2 separate regions of the Mus musculus genome follow, and region 2 is linked to region 1. A link is a contact called in public Hi-C data. All regions are on one chromosome and are shown on one strand. The core of a region is the stretch at or near the end of the contact, and the rest is flanking DNA. Distances in the headings are between cores, read along the strand shown.

Evidence for each region. A called contact is a pair of places that touch in the nucleus more often than the background predicts.
Region 2: a Hi-C map of B cells shows a contact between it and region 1, with 6 read pairs. The contact joins the promoter of Med28 here to the promoter of Bod1l in region 1. A contact is called at or near these places in 2 of 484 Hi-C or Micro-C datasets (B cells and double positive thymocytes).

Annotation. Positions count from the first base shown.
Region 1 is chr5:41,841,966-41,847,323 of GRCm38.p6, forward strand. It overlaps Bod1l (biorientation of chromosomes in cell division 1-like), which reads right to left and starts at 2,350. Exons shown (of 26, transcript NM_001310601.1): 1 at 1,967-2,350. The coding sequence starts at 2,203.
Region 2 is chr5:45,517,011-45,522,368 of GRCm38.p6, forward strand. Med28 (mediator complex subunit 28) reads left to right here and starts at 3,219. Exons shown (of 4, transcript NM_025895.4): 1 at 3,219-3,474. The coding sequence starts at 3,316.

The DNA.
Region 1 (5,358 bases), core at 1,100-3,599:
ATGAAAGTACCTCCAGTCAACTACTGTCAACTATTGAAAACAGCACTTTTGACGAGAAAGGCCTAGCTTTCCTTACACTGCCATACCAATTTTTCTTCTTTCACCCAAGGAACATTTTAATAATCTACTTTTAGAAGTTTGGGCAGGGATACCACAGACAATGGTAATATTTAATGGAGATGAGATAAATAACAGGTTGAATTGTAAAAACTGCACCTGTCATCAAAATATTAAAACATTAAATTTATTATACACAATATACACAGTGACAAAACAAACACACAGATTTCTAAGAACATCAAAGTGTAATACCCACCTGTTGCTTGCAAACAACTAGCTTTATATGGGGAAACATTTACCTGACCATGCCTAATATTTTCCTATTAAAATACTTTTCAAAAGGCAACAGCAAGGACTTTATAATATGGCCGTGATAGTCCCTAAGCAAGGGAAGATTATACTACCTATACACATTCAATTAATTGAAGTCCCTGTGAATAAAACCTACAACATTTTGGAAAGGCTACGGGAACGGGCCCAGGACCAGAGTCCTTGGAGAAGATATCCTCAGGTTGTTCGGAGGACTTATTACAGAGGAGATGACAGAGCTGTGTGCTGGTGACCTCAAAGCTCAAGGATATGCAGATGCTGCAAGCACCCCTCTTTTAAAGGTTCTTCATTCAGATCTGCCAGTCTGAAAAAAACCTTACATCATCACAACTCCAATCCAACAGACCAACCCACACTGAAGCAAAAGTAAACAGATACACAAACCCCCAAACAAAACCAAATGAAAGCAACAAATACCCCACAAGAGGAACCAACACCTCTCCCTTCGCCTGCTTCCAGACACACTTTCATAGCTTTTCACCAACTTCACTGACTTAGTCCTGCAACCTTGGCTTGCTGCCAAGATGACAGTTTCCCTGCTAAAGCTCGCTTCCACGTCGGTGCTGGGTGCCTGCAGCCCTCCCCTTCTGCTTGGTTAGGGAACCTTTCTGCTGACCCTTGCCTCTCTGTCCTCTGTCTCCTAACATATAACCTAACACACACCCCCTCCCCTTTCCTTCTTTCACTTCAAGTTGCTGTCATTTCCTCTCCACAGATTTCCAACGGAATGGCTGGCTCCATGCGCTATACCTCTCTTTCTCTCTGTCTGTCTGTCTGTCTGTCTGCCTCTTCTCATCTTAGTAAACTACTAAGCCAGGCAGCCATTGCAAAAGATCAAACGACAGTCCCATCTCCCAACCCACTTTTTTTCTCTGCCCAACTTTGCCTCTCTACCTTTGCAAGTTCACCCGCCCCTCAACATCCAGCAAAATACATTGTAAATCGTTGCCTTACCGTTTTACGATATCTGCAAACGCTACATTTGTTGCATTTACAAGCCGAAGAAACTTTTGGTAGAAAAAAAAAACCAATTTAGGTGAAAAAAGTAAGTAGGTAGTGGTGGCACACGCCTTTAATCCCAGCACTTGGGAGGCAGAGGCAGGCGGATTTGAATTCAAGGCCAGCCTGGTCTACAGAGTTCCAGGACAGCCAGGGCTACACAGAGAAACCTTGTCTCGAAAAACAAAAGAATGAACTCTAAACCGAGTCCCGTTTGCCTTAGTGCTTCTAAACCAGTCTCCCTAGGAACGACTTGGGTCTTGCTTACCACAGTGGTATACTAGCTAAGGCCAAGCATTGCCTGGCACATAATAGGCATTCCAGGCTAGTGTTTCTAGCCGGAGAAAGGAACACAAGGGCAGGGGAATGAATGAACATTCCAAGACTTGCAGAGTGCATGGCACACCGCCGCAAGTCTAACAAACAAACAAACAAGCAAACAAACAAATCAACAAACGAAGCAGCTGCAAAAGGAGCCCTGTATGCAAGACAGTCCCGAGGGTCCGGCTCGGGGAAGTCGCCCCTCGGAGCACACGGGACCCCACTCCCCGCGCCGCCCGCCGCTCTAGCCCCGCACCTTGGTGTCCACATCGGCCAGGCAGTCCCTGCGGAACTGGTCGAAGAGCCCCTGGCTCTTGAGGTGGTTTACGATCATGGCAACGAGCTGCGGGTCCCCAGCACCAGCCCCCGCGCTTCCCGGCCCGCTCGCTCCCGGGCCAGCCCCAGGGCCAGGCGGCGGAGGCGGCGGCTGTGGTTGCGGTGGCGGCGGCGGAGGCGCGGGCGGCGGTGGCTGCGGCTGCGGGTTGGTGGCCATGGCGTCCCGGACCGGGGAGCCCGCGAGCCCAGGCGGGCAGGCGCTCCGAGGAAGGCGGCTACACAGGTCCCGCCGCCTGAGGGAAGCCAACGGGATGTTGTTACGGAACCAGCGGATCTAGAGCAACCCCGGAAGTGAAAAGGAACTGAGGGAAAGGAGGAAAAGGCGGTGACAGCAGCAACTCAAGTCTGGCTACCGGGGCCGCGGCGGGCCAATTCCAGCCGCCTCGAGGCGCGGGCGCCCTCACGAGGCTGAGACGGGCGGGAACAAGTTGTGGTGGCGGCTGCCGCCGGGGAGCGAAACAGAGAGCCGGGTAGGAGCGTGCGCCCGCTGGCTCTCCACCTGTAGCTTCAGCTCAGAGGAGGCAGGAGTGAAGCGTTGGTTTAGTTTCACTGTTGCGGCTGCCCCAAGCCCGCCGCAGTGCGAAGCAGCCGTGGACTTTCTTTCTTTCTTTCTTTCTTTCTTTCTTTCTTTCTTTCTTTCTTTCTTTCTTTCTTTCTTTCTTTCTTTCTTTCTTTCTTTCTTTCTTTCTTTCTTTCTTTCTTTCTTTCTTTCTTTCTTTCTTTCTTTCTTTCTTTCTTTCTTTCTTTCTTTCTTTCTTTCTTTCTTTTTCCACCCACCCATCCCATTCTTCTGGTGTGTCTATCTCACTTGCTCCAACCTACAACCTCCCATTACTGTCTCTTAAGTAAGCTACGAGGGTTTTGCTGCACATGACGGTACTAGCGAGTGAAATCTGTATAGAGTTGTGTCTCAGGCATGACCCGTACACGCGTTAAGGCGTTTAGTCCTTGGGTGACACCTAAGACTGAGTCCTTGTATGATCGGGCTAGTTTTATGTCACCTTGACACAAGCTAGAGTCATCTATGAGGAGAGCACCCTAGTTAAGAAGAATGCCTCCCTAAGATCTGGCTCTAGGCAAGCCTGTGGGATGTTTTCTTAATTAATGTAGGATTAACTAATTAATTGATGTAGGAGGGTCCAGTCCATTGGAGGGGGCTACCCCTAGGCTGGTGGTCTTGAGTTCTGTAAGAAAGTATGCAGAGTAAGCCAGAGGGAGCAAGCTACTCGAGTACTCCAGGACCCTTGCCTTGGCTTCTGCCTCCAGGTTCCTGCCCTGTTTGAGTTCCTGTCCTGACTTCCTCTGATGAGAATGAACAGTGATAATGAAAGTATAAACCAAATTGCCCGCACCCCGCACCCCAGTTGCTTTTGGCCCTGGTGTTTCATTGTAGCAGTAGTTACACTCAGACATTCTACTAATTCCAATTTGCACATCAGGAAACCACGTAAATCATACAGAGTTGCACAGCGGGGGGGAAATCGCCTGACCTGGGACGGCGTTGTCTTTAAAATCTGTTCTTAAAGCTGAGTGGTGGTGCTTTTAATCCAGAAGCAGAGGCATGCAAATCTCTTGAGTTCAAGGCCCCTCCAGTCTACAGGTCTACAGAGTTCCAGGACAGCCAGAGAAATTCTGTCTCAAAAACAAATCAAAACAAAAAATTAAAAAGAGACAAACAACAAGAAAAAAAAAACATAAAAAAAGCAGTCAAGTTTAAAGTGGTGTAAAGTATAATTTAATTCCTTCCTTTCTCCCTTTCTTCGTTCCTTTTTTTTTTTTTTTTTTTTTCCTTTTTGAGACAAGGTCTAGCCGTGTAGATTTCACTGGCCTTGAATTCAATATTTAGATCTACCTGGCTGTGTCTCCAGAGTGCTGGGGATTAAAGGTGTGTACCACCACACCTGCCTAGTATAATTTTCTTTTTGTAAATATTTTTCAAAATAAGTTTTCACAACAAGATGAGATTATAACTTGTTTTTCCTAGTGTACTAACAGTGAAATGCAATACACTAAGTGCTGTTGTCAAGTGTGTATATAATATAAAAAGACTTAATGTTTATTTGGTATATAAGTATATACCTAATTAATTCAACGTTTCCAAAATAGCTAAGAATCATCCATAAAACTGAAAAACTTCACAAATTTAATTAGGCACAATGACTAAACTTTGAAAATTAATAAAAGGTATTTGTTGCTAAAAAGAATTTGTGGCTCCAGGCTAAGAGGACTGGCTACTCTTCCAGAGGTCCTGAGATCAATTTCAAACAACCACAATGTGGATCACAACAATCTGTAATGGGATCCGATCCCCTCTTATGGTGTGTGTGAAGACAGCATACTTATATACATACAATAAATATACACATACATAAATTAAATATAAAATCTTTTTAAAAAGAATTTTAAAATATTATTTACATATAATATACAAAAGGTGCTAAATCAGTTCTGAAATATATGCAGGTATAAGTTGATGATAAATTAGATAATTTCTGATTGATATTCTAAACTGTGTGATGCTTGACTTACTGAAATCTTAGAAGTAGAGTGCTTGCATTCTGGAGCTCCAGTTATACTGATCTCACATAGGAGATACAATGTATCTCGAGCAATGCTCTAGCCTTGAAAAACTTCCCAGACAGACTGAGAAGAATCCAGGTCACCGATCTGTACCGTTGGCCTGTCTCAAAGGCACTTTTTCTTTCTGTTTGAGGGCAGATTCTAGGGCTGGGTATTACAGTTACCCGAAGAAAAGGGAAGGGGGCACAGTTCAATTTTTATTTTTAGAAAGCTATTTAAGTAGTTCTTGCCAGTGGCCCTGTTTACTTTGTGTACTCCGGACTGGCTTATTTTATTTTTTACTTATTCACTTTGCATCCTGCTCACTGCCCTTCTCCCAGTCACCCTATCCTACAGTTCTTCCACCCCCTTCACCTTCTCCCCTGAGCAGATGGGGCCCCCTGGTATACCCCCACCCTGGCACTTCAAGTCTCTCTGAGGCTAGACACTTCTTCTTCCTCTTATGCTAGACAAGGCAACCTGGCTAGTAGAATATATCCCATGTACAGGCAACAGCTTTGGGGATAGCCCCCCATTCCAGTCCTTCAGGACCCACATGAAGGTCAAGCTGTACATCTGTTACATCTGAGAGGGGAGGCCTAGACCCAGCTTGTGTATGCTCTTTGGTTGGTGGTTCAGACTCTCAGAGCCCCAAGGGACCAAGTTAGTTGGCTCTGTTGGTCTTCCTGTGGAGTTCCTACCCCCTTCCGGCCTGCAATCCTTCCCCCTATTCTTCTGTAAGAGTGCCCAAGC
Region 2 (5,358 bases), core at 1,969-4,468, 3.7 Mb after region 1:
ATCTCAGCACTCAGCGGGTAGAGGCAAGACTGCTAGATTCAGGTCTGCCTGGGCTGCAGAGTGAAGCCCTACCTCAGAAAAACAAGCCAACCAAGTCAGAGGGGAGAACACAGAAGTTGGACTTTTTGGGGAAAAAAAAACTTATACAATAATTTTGTAGCAGCTTTATTTGTGATAGCCCCAAATTAGATACAACCCAAATGTTCTGCAATGGGTAAATGGTTAAACAAACCATTATTACCATAGGATTTTACTCTGCAGTGGAAAGGAACAAACTACTAATATATGCAAATATATGCAACTTAGATGAACTTTGGGGCAAAACACACACACACCAGTTAATCTTAAAATGCCTTTGCTAACTCAGTGACTGGACACTGCTAAACCTCTTCTGCTACCACAGGCATAATTGGGTAGAGTGGCCATTGGCCACTCAAAAAACCAAAAACTCACAAGGCTGGTTGGCATTATCTCCTACAGTTACACCCAGCTTCTTTCCCTGCTCTCCTGATTCTGCCTGTATCCACCTTTGCAACTCTAAGTGCTCCCTCCATCCTCAGTCATTGGTCACAACTCTAAGTGCACCACACCACACACCCCCCCTCCCCCGTCCTCAGTCATTGGTTGCCAGTGTCTTTATTGATGGATCAAGAACCAATTGAGGAACAGGACCTTAGCATCAGAACCAATACTTACATCAGGGGACCAGACCTAACTTTCTATTTCCCAGAATTAGGCAAGTCAGCTACTAGAACAACTGTAGGCTTATGTATGCACATCAACATAGGAAAGCCAAGTGGTTTTATGAGGATAGAAATAATAACAGCTAACAACTCTCATAGGGCAACCTGTTAGTTTAGCCAACAGTTTTGCATCTGTTGAGGCTGCAGATGGCCGTAAAAATAACTTTTATTCACCTGGTGGAACTGTTGTCTCAAAGACTTACTGCCTCTGCTAACCTAGGCCTAGTCCTGGAAGCTTCTAGCCTCCATACAGTCTTACCTAGGCCTTGAGTGTTTTTAGCCTCCGAGACTTGCTGCTGTATGGGGTCACCATTTCTAGCTCTTTCTAAGTTCTGTTGGCTGGTTCAACTCAGCTGTTCTGGCTCAAACTCATCTCTAGGCTGACTGATTCATTCAGGTTTCCTTCTCTCAGCCTCTCCCGAATTGTTCTGCTTTGCCTAATACTAACTCTAGGAATCTGTTCAATTCTTCTGGTTCCTTCTCATTCTCTGGCTCATTGTGTATTTACCTGTGTCTATCTAGCTTGTTCTCTCTTCAACCTGTGTAAAACTCTCCTGGTAAACTGCCTCTCTCCCCCCTCCCTCTCCCCCTCCCCTCTCCCTCTCCCCCCCTCCCTGCACTGCTCTCTTAAGTAGCTTCCCTTTTCCTCTTCTCATCCTATTCTGTCAAAATCTTTCTCTGATTCATTTATTTGTCTCAATTAGACATCACTTACAAACTAACTTTACCTTCATTATTTAGGATTAAAGGTGTGTCCAAAGGGCATGTCTGTATTCCAGCCAGAGGGATTAAAGGTGTGTGCTAAGGCTGAGCCACACAACAACTAGAAACACAGCCTCACTGTTCACAATGTGATCAAATATCCTGCAACAGATGACTGTTCTGAAGAAATCTCTACATGGTCCTTTCTTTTGTCACAACGTTGCAAGATAATGCCAGAATGAATGTGAACAGTTCTGATGGTATCCACCTCACACATACATAGACCCAGCACCTCCTCATCTGTGCTCAGAGCATGGTTGAGACAAGTTAGTTAAGTGTCAGACTCAAGAAACTGCTGCCATGGGCCCACTGCAGCCTGGGCCAATCCAGTGCTGAGATGCAGCCTTCCCAGCCCGAGCTCAGCCATCTGCTCAAGCCTCTGCGCTTATTTTTCAGTCAACAAGTGTTTCTCTATATTTGCTAGACAGAGTTCTGGATGTTGGGCATATAGATAACTAAAACCTGACTAACCCCGCAAAGTATTTCTTTAGGTTTTTTTTTCTAGAAAGGTCTTCCATTTAAATTTTCATTCCAAATGAGATCTCTTTAGAGAGGCCCTCCACATCAAAGAGCACTTAGCTGTCCACTCCCAAGCATTTTCCCTCAGTACTTATCTCTACAAATAATGCTGTATGTATTTATGAGGTTTTTCTTCCTATTTGGGGTATTTACTACTATGTCTAGATTATTAAACATGCCTATCTGGAAACTAGAAGGACTCAGTTAAGTTGAAGGGACACTAGTCCACTTGAGCATGGCTCTGGCAATCCTTGTTCGGCTCCTCCATTTCCTCTGCTTTACTAAGAACTGTTAGATTGTGTTCCTAAAGCTAGCCACCGAGGTTTGTTCACTTATTTGGCCACTTCCTGAGGCTGACTACCAAGGTGAAGATATCATCGTATTGAAGTCCAGCAATGAAAAGTCCCCGTTGGCTCACCTAATTAACTTGTCCAACTAAAATTGAACACATCATTCTAACACAGGGGTTCCCTTTATACCATTATAAATGTCCATTTTACTATGTGCCGCATCTGTCTCCTCTCTATCTAGAGGCAGTCTTTTATCCTCCAGTGACAAATACCACTCCCCATCCTTCTCTTCTCCTTCATCCTGTCTCCTGTCACTTATTCCCTACCCTCTGTCTAGGGCAAGGAAATCTTTCGGCGAAAACTTGGTCAGCTGATAATTTTTCTTTTTTTTTTAAGTGTTGTAAAATTAAACAACAACGACGACAACAAGGCTATTTGGCTTCTGAATTAGTGAACAGGCAAACATTAAAGCCGTTATGAAAACAGATGCAGTCACTTTCCCTCCGGTGTTATCATATACGATTAGAAAAGTGCCAGGAACACTGGTATCCTTCAGGATGTCACCTCACGCCAGAATTTAGAGGGAACTTGTGTTGTTCCAGCCAGAACAAGTGACTAGATTGGCATTTGGTACATCTCAAGCCCTTAATCACCCTAGAATGAACTGATGACTCATTTTTCTAAAGGAGCGCAGAAAAGACTCGGCTAAGGTCTTTAGGGACAGCCCAAGGGCTTGGCTGGAGGCAGGGAGGCCAGCGCCCTTGTTCGGTCTCTGCAAGTGACTGGTTTAAACCAGTCCCAGCATTTAGTATTTAGGTCAAAAAAGAGTAAACCCAGGTCGGCTATAAATTGGGCAGACCGCACAGAAACAAGGATGATGGTAAATCCTTTCTCCGGGCGAATAGGCGAACTGCCCGTCATGTGACCAGGCCTGCCACGTGATCAGGCTGCCCGCGCCTGCGCACACAGGCCCGGTGTCGTTTCCGCCCGCCGTTGCAGACATGGCGGCGTCCCTGGGAGGGATGTTCACTGGGCAGCCTCCAGGTCCCCCGCCGCCGCCGCCCGGGCTCCCAGGCCAGGCGTCGCTTCTGCAAGCAGCCCCTGGGGCCCCGAGACCATCTAACAGCACTTTGGTGGACGAGTTGGAGTCATCCTTCGAGGTAAGCCGAGATGTGGGCGTCTCTGTGCAGCCCTCACAGGCGTGCGGAAGGCGCGCAGGTTAACTCCTTTCTCGGTCCCGGCGTTTAGTAGAGGCGGGGCACCGGAGAATGGAAGTCGCCTGCCGTAGATTGGGTACTACCTGTGGCCGGTCGTCTCAGGTCTGCCCCCGCAACCGCGACATTTCTGGAGACCGTGGCCTTGAAGTTCGCCCAACTCCCATCCACCTCGGGGCTCGTTGGATCCCCTGCGGGTCTAGTAGGATCTGGTCTTCCCTGGAGCGGGCCCACTCGGCTGAGGTCCTCTGAGTTTCCAGGTCACATACTGGACGCTTTTCCTGTTTTTCTCTAGTGTTCTGTGTAGACCTTCCAATGGCCCCTGGCACCTGCCTACCTGTTAGCTTGTTTGGGTGCCATCCCTTGACTTCTCTGGCTTTCGCTTTCTATTCATTTGGTAAATGCTCTTTGTTGGCATAAGTTGAGTTCTCACTGTGGGAGGAAACCTTAGTAGAACGCTTGGGTCCATCCACTCTTGGATGCAGGGATGGAACTCAGGTGTGGTGGCAAACATCTTTACCGGATTAGCCATCGCACCAGTCCTAAAATACTGGGCTTTTAATAGAAGGGCACGCGTTGTTTTTAACCTCCGTAAGACTGACTGTCCATAAAGGTCCATGCTTTAAATGTTTTTCAAAGGATGGGGGGGGGGGGTGGGCTGGGAGGTGCAGCAGGAACTAAAGTTTCTGAAGTTAGTTTTTGTCTTTTTGTTTTGTTTTGTTTTGTTTTGAGACAAGTTCTCAGCGTAGCCCTGGCTGTTTTGGAACAAGCGCTGTAGACCAGGCTGACTTTGGACACACAACTGTCTCTGCCTCCCTAGTGCTGGGATTGAACAAGTGCAGCACCACTGCCTGGCTTGCAGTTAGGTTTGGTTTTTTTTTTTTTTTTAAGTCTGCATGGCCTACTGCCGTTGGTGAAGCCCCCCCCCCCCCCGCCCCCAAGCTTTGTGGGCCATAGGTTTTCTGAAATCTGCACATCATGCTCACGCCCCAAAAGTCCAACAAGACTTAACTTTTACCGTACACAGAATAGGCAGTCTGGTTGGTCGAGCTGTTACAGGAGTGGGAAATCCTTTGACTGTTTCCATCCATCAGATCTGGAGCTAGCCAGGAGGATTCATTGCTTCTGAGAGGAACTTTGGGTGTAGTTTTGACTTGTGTTCGGAACCTAAATTTGGTTCTGTGTCTTTGTGGTTTTTTTTTCGGTGCTTGCTCAAGGCTGTCGGGGTCTGTTCTCAGACTGTGTTCCTCTGTCAGCTGCTGTCATGCTTGTCTGTCTGAGGGCTGCTTGTGCCCCTGTGGCGCACTCACATGTACAGCTCGGTTGGCACCCTTTCAAAACTCCCTCTTTGGGATTTGGTTATCCGCATGACACCACTTATTATACAGACACCTGTTACTTATGAAATGCCAAATGGTATCCCAAGTACTTAGACTATAGTGCTGAATCACACAGGCAGAGCTGTTGGTAGAAATAACAGTGGCTGAAGAGTGGATAGTAACATCAGTTACTTTTCTGAAAAGCTTGCCAAGCTCCACTGTAGAGCATGAAAGAAAGAGTAGACAGATGACATCTTGACATAGTAATATATACAGTTCATGTAAGGGTCAGCCAGAGTGGCGTGGCCGTGGTGGGGTTGAAAGGTATTCCAGGTGTGGAATAAGACAGTGAGGAAGAGGCAGGTGGCAGGAATAAGACCGTGTGATGAGGCCAGCAGATACCAGTGTCTCAGGTGCCAGACCAGCTGGGATTGGCTTTACCTGGTGTCTACATTGGCCTGATATCTTCTCAAGTACAGGTGCAAAGTGTCCACTTATTATTGAGTGGCCT